2 separate regions of the Gossypium hirsutum genome follow, and region 1 is linked to region 2. The links are chromatin contacts, called in public Hi-C maps. All regions are on one chromosome and are shown on one strand. Each heading gives the region's core, a stretch centred on a gene start, on an enhancer-like site or on the middle of the called end of the contact. The rest is flanking DNA. Distances are from core to core; before and after follow the strand shown. Region 1 holds the start of LOC107954092 (PGR5-like protein 1A, chloroplastic). Region 2 holds the start of LOC107921117 (cyclin-dependent protein kinase inhibitor SMR3).

Region 1 (5,505 bases), core at 393-2,892, 150 kb before region 2:
TAGATTCACCTCCTCCCCACAATTAGGGCATGCACCCTTTAGAGCTACCAAGTCATTTCTCCACAGTCTTTGAAGCACCCGAACTGGAGAAAGTATGAATTAGTACAATTCTGAGGCAGCAGTCAAAAGCAAGATAAATATCACATCGTTAGAAGTCTTACCAGCAGCTGATGCAAGTGGATAGCCAGTCACTGACCCAATGCCCATAAAGAGAATGCCATTAACTGTGGCAAGAAACTCCAAGTTGGCCGCTTGGCTGTCGTAGGACGCACTAGAACTGAATGGATCTTGATACGCTAGACTAATGGTGTAAATGATAGGCACAAGACACAATGTACAGCCAAATGCAAAAATAAGGATCCATATACTTGCTAACGCCAAACCTTGAGACAAATCTTCCTGCCCTACATCCAAGAACAGCTCAATATTCAACCAGAACACATACAAATAACAAAGAGAACATATCACTGATCCTACCCACCATTTCCCAAACAACATAACAATACAATGGATCAAAACTCAATCTTTGGCGACGCATTTAACATATAGAAAAAGTACCATACGAGACCTTTACCACATCAGCTAAAAGCATATGCTGAACAATTCAGGGTGTAACATAACATAAATGGGTTTTCTTTTTTACTACATTAACAGCTGATTTGGGACAAAGATAAAGCATTGAACAGAACATAAAAACCAGGAAAAACGACATATAAACAAATAGATGATTCTAAAGAGAATTACCTCTGCATCTGCATAAGTAGAATGTCTTCTTATACTGCAACGAGGGTACTTAACAACGGATTTCGAACCATACCAACGTAGTTTTAACTGCATATAAAAAGCAATTACATTTACCATATATCAGTGAATATTAAATTAAAGAAAAACTTTCACTGATAAAAAGATTAAATATTTAAACAAAGTTAGTTACCTCTACTCTATCAAACATGTCATCAACTATCAAAGGCTCCCCACTGTAATAAGCATCCCGAGCCTGATCATTTGATTCCAAGAACAAATTTTAATTAATTCAGTTAAGAAACAGCTTAGTTGTTGAAAATTAGTGAATAAAATCTCTTACTTGGCGATAGAGAGCTTCTAAGGTTTCTTGACTGGCAGTCTCGACAGGGCCAACGAATATGCAAGAAGGCCCTTCCTCCTTGGCGGAGGTGGTGAAGCCCTGGCTATTGCTGGCGGAGAAACCCGAGACGCGAACCGAGAAGGGTGGTGGTTTGGTCCGGGATAAGGGTGGCTTAACGACGGCGGAACTTCCGACGACGTGAGGTCTAATGGAGTGGGACATGGCAGGTATATTAAATGTGACGGAGGGAAGGGAACATTAGGCGTGTGGAAACTGGAAACTGGAATCTGGAAATGGTTTTGCGACCACGAAAAATGATTGGGGGATTTGGAGGGTAGGGAGTTGGGGTTTATAAATGGGGATGGGGATGGGGATGGGGATTTTGAGGAGAATTTGTGAAGGGTAATCGTGTTTGGGCGCGTAAATATCTGCTTGCTTGGTTGGCTGATCCTCTTTGGTGATTGGTTCTGGATTTTATTTCCGTCTCTGTCCATCCCAATTACAAATATGTGCTTCCCACTCCAAACCCGGCTTTCATATAGCTCCATTCCATCTCAATTCACAATTTTCATTTTTAACTCCCAATTATTTATTGTCATAAATCTTGATTCGAGGTGGAGTTAACACAGTCAGATATTTAATAAATTGCTTAGATAATAGGTATTTACTCCTTTCGAATACTCTTTTTGTTTACACTTTTTGGAATGTGATTGGGTTTAGATGTAAATAGTCCCTGGGTTGATTGAGAGTGATTTGCAAGAACATGAGGGCATTGGTAAAAATGAATCCTTACCTTCAGTCCTTTTGCTACGTGAGTTACTTTTTTGTACGAGAGTGCATCATCTTTTTATTGGATAAAATTCCCTTATTTGTTGACTAGAGTGGCACCAAGTCTACTTGAAATGATAGCATTTGTAGGTACAACATTTGAGCAGATTTTACACAACAAAATGATGATCTATAAAGAATTTTTCTGTGTCTAGAAAGGTCTAATCAACGCTCCCATCATTGTTTCTCGTTTGACGGTAGCTTTAAAATCCATATTAGACAGACAAAACTATGATTTCGTTTCTCTAGTTGCCATCCTATATAAACAAGATTAAGGGTCAGATTACGTCTAAAACCATCACAAATTCACAGTAATGCATCACCCAAAACTGAAACCTAATGAAAGAGTCACTACATTGAAAAATACCAATCAAATAAAAGGAACCAGACGGTAGGAAAGAAAGAAAAAGATGAGTGAATCTAGTTGGTCCATGTAGCCAGCAATTCCGGGTTCGTATCTCAGCATTTGCAATCACTTTTTTTCCCCAGATTGTGGTTTCCTAAGAGAAAGATTGGCAGTAGTATTTACAATAAGCAAAACAAGAGATTCATGGTTATTCCTCCTCCTAGTTTCTTATGCTAATACATCTCCCCCCACTTCCACATTTTTCATTGAAAGGAAAAGCTGGATCACATCCATGGGAACGCACGCTCTTCGAGCTTCACCGAAAGCTTCCCAAGTTTGCTTGAGAAGAAAGGATCCCATTCGTGGCCTCCAAGTTTCCCAAATGTGAGATACTTCCATGACTCTTGCTCAGGAAATTCGGAATTCACTTCTTTCCCATCTTTCATTTGGTTCCTGATTGTTTCAACTCTGTCAAGAACTCCTTTAACTGTCAGATTGAACGCATCTCCGATGGTTTGCAATCTCGAAGCAGGATCTGCATAGATCACATTTGGAATCAGCTTTATGACCTCATCCCTCATTGCTGCTCTTTATCTCTTGGGATTCTTTGCAACAGTTGTTCAATGTTGACCTCGCCGGATTTAACGGCACTGGCCGGTATCAGCACAGAATATTTGGTGTAATCCTTGGGGAAATGCCATAAATATTGAACATATGCAGAACCTGGATGGAAGAAAACTGGAACGCAGCCTGCCAATATTGAATCAAATATTGACCTCCTGGTGTAGGAATTCCCAGGAGGTTGTAAGCAAAAGATAGAGCTTTGAAACAACTTCATCAAATTTTCTGGCTTGTAGCACCTCTGGGTTTGATCACATTCTAGGAACCTGCATCTCTTCCTTGACACTAGGCACTGGTCGATAATTTCATTGCGGATACAGTCGTCCCGATTAGGCCTTCTTGCACCTCCAAAAGAGAACAAGAAACGCCTCTTAAGTTCTCTCATTCTGTTCTGCCATTGGAACACATCATCATCTCTTGAAGGGTGGAAGTACGTGGGATACGGTATCGCGAAGTCGATGTTGTTCCAAGGACTCGACTCAATTACTAGCATTGTCATGTTCTTTGATTCGGGGTAAGTCAAAAGCCCATTGCCCCAATCAGACACATTCTTGAGGTCCCTCCTGAAATCCCAATTGATTCTTCCAGCAACCAAGAAATGGTCTCGACCCCACGTATTTTTCCATTCGGGTCTACCCGCAAGCCACTTGACAAGCTCCATTGCATCATGGTCTCTCCTATAACCAATAGGACCCCAAAGGTAACGACCAACATCAAGGCCTGCATAATATGGAACATAGATTGCTGAAGCCACCATTGGATCATTAGTTAAACACTGGTACTGCTTCATACTGTTGTGGAAAATGACTTCTAATAAGAACTGGTTCGTCGAAAACCAGCCAGTTTTTGAATAAAGCTTTTCATTGCACGGAAGAGGGGGGCCTAGGCCAAGGTTTAATGCAGACTCACACATGTCTGTCCATGAACTGAGCGACTGGCAGTTGTCCAGCAAGTCTTGGTTAAATTTCCTAGGGATATCATGAACAAATATGTACCCACCCAAACAAGGTGATGGATCGGGTTCCGGTTTTACGACATTTTGTGGTTTTGGTTCTTGGGGTTTTACCACATTTTGTGTTCTTGGTTGTGGAACAACTTGCTCTACTTTTTTGGGTATGGTGGTGGCTGCAGCAACAGCCTCAACAGGTTTAATCCTGCCTCGTCTCTTGCTACTCTTAGCTTCCCTTCTGCCCTTGATAGTGGGGAGGTCATCCCTCACATTTCTGAACTCTTCTTCAAGTATTTTTCCGGATATTGTCTCGAAAGTTTCGGTTTCATTATCATCAGCCATCAACAAAGCGATCAACCGATCGATATCGATATCCCTGTCTATGTAAAACTTAATAGGCTTCCTATCGTTTTCCGTTTCATCAATGGCCTTTCCCTTATTATCTTCAATCTTAACATCATTAACATAAGAAGCATTCCCTGTTTCATTTTTAACAACGTCGTGTAATGAAGACTCGGACGAACCCACAAAACCGGTTCGATTGTTGCCTAAGAAACTATCCCCCATCTTTCCAAATGTTATAGATGAAGAATACAAGTAAAACAATGAGAACCATATAAGAAAAGAGATCAAAACAATGTACCAGGATTGGGTTCGGCAGGGACATTTTCCATTAATTGGTTTCTCCATTGACGCTTCACGGTTTATTCAGTTTCATGTATGTACAATTCATGCAGACAAAGAAGCTGGAAAATCATGCAAAGGAATTTCTGCTGGGGAAAATGACAAGTTGTTTGAATCATTCAACATCTTTGGTGCACTGAGGAAAATTTCTATATATCTGATGCGTTGAACCACATGGAAACAAATATGAGGGCTGATTTTCAGTGATTTTGCCTACACTTAGATCAAATGATTACCGATTGATCATAATGGTCAATCATTCTTTAATCTGTAGACATTGGTTGAGGAGAATGATGAAATGGTAATCACCTTAGTATTTCAAAATAAGTTTTCCTATCATTCAAAATTTTCCCGATATTCTTGCTAGGAATGACAGTTGCTGATATAAGATTTTGTAGCATCACCATAAAACTCATGTTAACCAATCTCTTCCTTGTAATAATATTCATGTGAACTTAAAGAAAAGTGGTAGCAGGCCTTGGAAAAATATCCACTCTACAAAGTAGTATAATCATAAATTTTCAAGTGCCTACCTGTATTGGCTCATTTGCAGCCTACAAATGCACGCTAGAAAGAGTGTGCAAGTCTAAATGACTCACTGCAATTGTTGATAAAGGTTACATATGTTTGGGCCTGGAGTTAGTGGTTAGCTATGTGTTTCATATGGGTTTCAACGTTGATGTGCTTAGAAAAGGGGTGGTGATAGCGGTTAGAGGTGCTCATGGGCCGGGTCGGGTTTGGGTTGGGCCCAAAAAAATTTCAGCCTGCGTCCTAGTCCTGGGCCCGGTCCAAAATATGTGCCTGAAATTTTGTCCAGGCCCGGCCCATTTTTTTAATAAACACCAAAAATTTATTTTGAAAAATTTTTAAAAAAAGTATTTTAAAATTATTTTAAAATAAAAAAAATAAAAAAATAAATATATTTATTATATTCGGACCGAGCCGGGCCAGGCCAAAAAAGTGGTGCCCAAGGCCTAGCCCGTTTTCTAAACG
Region 2 (5,663 bases), core at 1,915-4,414:
AGATAAAAACACTAAAATATCAAATTAAATATTAAAACTAAACTCAAAAACCAAAAGATACATTTGTGTTTTAATTTCTTAATCAAAATGTTGAAAAAATTCAGAAATCTCATGAAAATTGAAAGTAATTTAATCAATATATACAATACAACTAACTCGTCCTTGGTAGACATAAAAACCCCAGTTATTGATATAGTACTTATCTCATGAAACAAAGCCCTACCAACGCCGATTGGGTGTTGGAGAAAAACATGAATTGATGGGGAGAAAATAAACAAAGAGAAGGAAGATGATGGGGGACATGATGGTCGAAGATGGGAAGCAAAATCATTAAGCATGACTCTATGGACTATGGAGAGCATGAGATTTGCAATTATGTGCCATCACACCCTTTTTTTTAATTACTATTTTCACTTTTCCCTATATTACCTCACTTTAATTTTCTATTTTTATTTTATTATCAAACTCTCTTTTTCTATAATTACTTTATAATCTTTTCCCCTGTTTTTATTTATTTTATTTAAGGATACTTGCTAAAATTAATTTATTGTTTATAATAATTAATTAATTTTTACATTTAATGTAGTAAATGATAATTAATAATCAATTAACACGCATTTTAAGATCAATCCCTAATTATGGTAAAAGTATCATGGAGGCCCTATAATAAAAATTTAATTGCATTTTATCCCTCTACTAAAAAGAATGGGCAAACAAATCTTTGTATGGTCATTCTATTAAAAATTTTATAAATTTCTATTGTTAAAAAACTTGTTATTGTACACCAACATGAGATACACGTGACATGCCATGTGCCACTGTTTGACTATTTCATCACCAATTTTTAACAATAAAAATAGATGAAAATTTTAAATTGAGAGAAAAAAATGCCATATGCTTTATTTACAATGTTGTTTAATTGTATTTTGGATGGTTAATTAATTATATTAATGCTTTGCTGTAAATCGATAAATGCCATATTTTAAATTGTTTTTACATTAAAAAAAAGAAAATAAATTCCGGAAATATGGAAAAGGAATGTAGTAAATCAAAAGGTGAAAATAAATAAATAAATAAATAGATGTGGGAAGTTTGGAAGCCCTTTTCTATCTTTTCGTGATGCGGTGAAATCCAAGCAATCCAATCTGGTCCCCACTGCCGTCGTGATTTTATCATTTCTTAGACGAGAAATTAGTAAATATATTTGTTGATTATGAAGTTTAAATATTTGAATTGCACTTTAAAAAATTACATTCACTTTTGTATTTTTCATTTCAACAAAATATATAACATGATGATATCATAACATTGCCAAAATGGCAATGCTTACCACTACTACAATACTACTCCATAATTAATCTCTTCTATAAAATATTGATTTTTGTGATAATATTGTATAAATATCTATACTATTTATTGATATCACAGTATCAATTCAATTAAGAAAATTTTAAAAATATTCTTTCGTAATTAAAATAAACCATATTATTTGAGGATTTTTTTAGTCTTTTTATTTTTAAGAAAACTATTAAAAATTTTAATGTGATAGGATTTAAACCCGGATTATTTACATTATGCATACTTTGTTATCTGTTGGGTCCCAACTCAAATTTTAAATTACCAAAAAACTTTTATTTTAACAAATCAATAAGTATTAATTTAAGGATAGCCTTGTCTTTTTATATAAAATCTAGAAAAAAAATCATGCTTATGATAGGATTTAAACCTAAAACATTAGACATATAATCTCCTAATTTGACCATTTCAACTAAAGTAATATTTGGTTTTTACATCAATTCTTAATAAATATAGTATATAATAATTTTTACCCATATTATGGCTATGTCATAATCTTATTAATAATGTCATCGATTAATTTAGTGTCATAAGCCAGCTCGATACCAATTCAAGAAAAATAGCAATGCCATAATAAACAATTGAAATGTATTTATTTAAATTTTTTTTTACTTACTATTTAATCTATATTTTTATTTTAATTTCAAAATATTGCATTTGTATTATTATTAATTTGAAATTTTACATTTGTTTATTAATGTATACATGCGTGGTTATAGAATTCTAGTATATATTAGTTGAAAAATCAAAATATAAATCAAATCTTAGTGCGTAGCATATCCAGTTTCCAGTGCAGGAATCCTAAGCCTAAAATCAAAAGCATTCCTTCCAATGTATTGCAATGGGACCCATGTGAAAACATGCACTGCAGCTTTCTGTTCTATTGGAAAATATGTGGGGGAACAAAAAAGGCCTTGAATTTATTAAATACCATACCTGGATCTGGGTCTCTATGCTTTTGCAGTATCATTTCACATTCTTGAATATTGTTTCACTTCTCTACCATATTTTACCATATCTAGTCCTCTTTGGAGAGGCGATGCTAAAACTCTGGTTTGTATGTGACCTTAACTCATATCCTCATAATATCCCATATATATGTGTGTGTGTGTGTTTGACTTTGGGTTTCTCCATTTGTATCTCTGATCTATGTATAATATTGTGAAACAGATTTATGTTGTAATTGGGATCTCCTACATATATACATAGTATCATGCTCTTGCTGTATCTTATAATTATGAGCTTCAATAGTTCAATTATGAATCGTGATATGAGGCCAGGCCATTAAGAAAGCAAAGTAAAAAAAAAAAATGAATGGCAATGATATTGCTCGAGAAATATATATATATATATTTTCCAGGTTTGCTTTGACAATCATTTAGAACCCCCATTGATCCCTGGCAACCCTTCTTGTAAGAGATCCAAAAAACCAGCAACCAATGTCCAAGGAGTGGAGCACAACATGGGGTACATGGCTTAAAACCAGACACCCCAACAATGTCTCCTTTCGGACATGAAAAATTATTATTATAACATTTTCTTTTACTTATAAAACAAACAACAACGAAAATTCATGGAAATATAATAATAAAAACACATTTGGATACTGATATCAAATGGCATATCTCTCCTTTGAGTCCATGTAGTAAACCACGTGGTTTGATGCATCAAAGAGGAAAAAAGCGATCGAGTAAACGAGATTTGTTTTGTATATAGTTAGTTAATGGGTGACGCTAGCTTTTAGTAAGAGTAAAAGTGATTTCACCCTCTCAAGAAAAATAAATAATAATAATAACAGGTAAGCTAGAAAGAGACTTTTTATTTATTATATATAAAGATATAGAGATAGGATGTGAAAGAGAAAGATTTGTGTGGGTGTGATTATATGGTGCTGCATTGGATCCTTCACCAAAGAGTGTTTTCAAAGCCTATATCTGTTTTGCTTTCTTCATCACAAACATCTTGAGAGAGAGAGAGAAAGAGCTAAATTCCAAAGAAACAATCAAGAAAGATGGTGATGTGATGAAGTAGCGCCCCTTCCCATCTTTTCTTTCTTCCTTCTCTTCCAGGCTTTTCATGCCTTGGGTTTTAGGGTAACTACCTAGTACTTCTTGTCTTTTTCAATGCAGATGATCATCTCTCTTTCTGATCTCGATCCTAGAGCTCATTTTTCTTGATTAGACTTGAAGATTTTTTTTTTTTTGGGAGAGGGGGGGGGGCTTGGTTTCTTCATGTACGGGAGCTAAATTCATGGGTGTGTCGAATTCAGAGATGTTTCTCACTGAGAAAGATCTAAGCAGTAGCATGGAAATCGGTTTCTTGGTTAGACGACGCACTCCTTTAGTGTTACAACAAGGAGATGAATGTCAAATTACGACTTTCCAAGACGATGACGATGACCCTCAGCAGCAAAAAGAAGAAAGACTAGGACAAGATCAACAACAAGACAAATGCAAGACGTTGAAGATGGCTCCTTTGGAGTTAAAATTGCCATCTCCAAAGGTTGATGATGAGGAAGATCGAAACAACAATGGGTTCAAGACTCCAACTTCTTCGGACCATAAAATTCCTGTCATCCTCAAGTGCCCACCTGCACCAAGAAAACCAAAATCTCTCCCCATTTCACCCAAACGAAAAGCCTTTGGCCGTCGAATCCTGCTTGATTTTACTAAAGAGATAGAGTCTTTATTTCCTCCGGCTCTTCTTGCAGATCTAGGGAACAAGATTAAGAAAGTCAGACAAGGAAGTGACTTCAACTGATGTTATAATATATATATAGATATTATGTATTTCTGTGAAGAATTTAGACTCATGTTTCTTTTTCTCTCTTCATCAATGCTATATTCAGCTTCAATATTTCAACGCATTAGCTTCTGTTAATTTATGTTCCTCCCCCCCCCATGTTTTTGGGTGTTTTTAACAGAACCCAGATCTAAAAAACATAAAGATTCATCAAGTTGAAGTAGAAAATCATCATGGGTTTGAGCTTTGGATTCTTGGGGGTTCCTTTTTTGTCTGCTTTCCCCATAGACTTTGGGTTCTCTATGTCAAAGCTTTTGAATGGAGTGAAAATGGAGTCTTCTTTTGTGATAGAATGTGGCATTGACTCTTTTTTGAGTTGAGAAAATGGGGTTGCCATTGACTTTCCCAAGAGAAGCAAACATACTCTTGTTTTTACCAGTTGGGTGAGCAAACCCAAGTGGGATATTCTCTCTGATCACAAATTATCCTGGCAGTAAATAATAGATGCTTTCCCTAACTTCAAGGAAGTTTATTTCCCTTCTAAGCATAAAAATAAATAAAACACAGTATACATTGTGATCCAAAGAATAATATAAATATATTTAAATAATAAAGAAAATATTAAAATTGATATAAATATATGTTCGCTCTTAGTTAATAAAGAACTGAAAATGATAGTTCATGTTTTGCTTTATGACAATACATGATCACCATCTCGTTTTCAACAATAAAAAGGTACATTCCCGAAAGGAAGTAATTTCTTGGAATTGCAACAGATCTACTTTCATGTTAATTTTTATTGAGCTTAATGATTCATGCTATATTATTACTATATATTTGACATTTTGGACTTCATATATACATGTTGGTATTCGATACACATAAGAATTTATAAAATGGGGCATTTGGGTTTTCTTTAGTTTTTCAAAATGTATCAGTACTACTTCTTCAGAAAAAAAAAGGAAAAGATGAAGAGGGTACCGTTCTGTGAGATTTGGTACAAGCAAAGCCTGCAAGCTAAGGGGTTGTTAATACAGTAACATTCTTACAGGACATACGAAGCTATGTATATTCCCCCACTGGAGTATTGGAAAAATGAATACAAAGTAAAAAATAGCCAGCCATACTCATCACCTTCCTGGAAACAACCTGATAATAATGATTAAAAGGGATAGTATATTACTGCGTGCTACTGCTAGCTTTTTTGTCGTAGGGTTTTCAATTCCTGACAGATAATCTGTCAGAAATTGTGTCCCCTGCAAGCTATGAATGAATGGACCTTGGAATATTGTCTAATTAGCTCAATACTTAGCCCAAAACAGGACATTAGCTAACCAAAGCTAGATCATCAGCTAAATACTTCATGGCTAGCCCATGTAACCCATCCCTAGTTGATTCTCACAATGGTTAGCCAACTTGTGGGTTTGCCCCAATGATAAAAGCCGAAATTGAATTTGGGACCCTTGCATATTAATGACATGGTCTGATGACATTGCAGATACAATGAAAACAGCACTTAATTGGGTTCCTTGAGACCCATATCTTGTGGGTCTTAAAACTTGAAA

The links. A called contact is a pair of places that touch in the nucleus more often than the background predicts.
Region 1: a Hi-C map of leaf shows a contact between it and region 2, with 2.0 times the contacts expected there. The contact joins the promoter of LOC107954092 here to the promoter of LOC107921117 in region 2. A contact is called at or near these places in 3 of 34 Hi-C or Micro-C datasets (callus and leaf).

Annotation. Positions count from the first base shown.
Region 1 is chrD07:13,803,762-13,809,266 of Gossypium_hirsutum_v2.1, reverse strand. LOC107954092 (PGR5-like protein 1A, chloroplastic) reads right to left here and starts at 1,642. Exons shown (of 7, transcript XM_016889569.2): 1 at 1,085-1,642; 2 at 935-997; 3 at 745-831; 4 at 162-399; 5 at 10-83. The coding sequence starts at 1,306. It also overlaps the pseudogene LOC107954091.
Region 2 is chrD07:13,651,761-13,657,423 of Gossypium_hirsutum_v2.1, reverse strand. LOC107921117 (cyclin-dependent protein kinase inhibitor SMR3) reads left to right here and starts at 3,164. Exons shown (of 1, transcript XM_016850986.2): 1 at 3,164-4,212. The coding sequence starts at 3,607. The coding sequence ends at 4,116.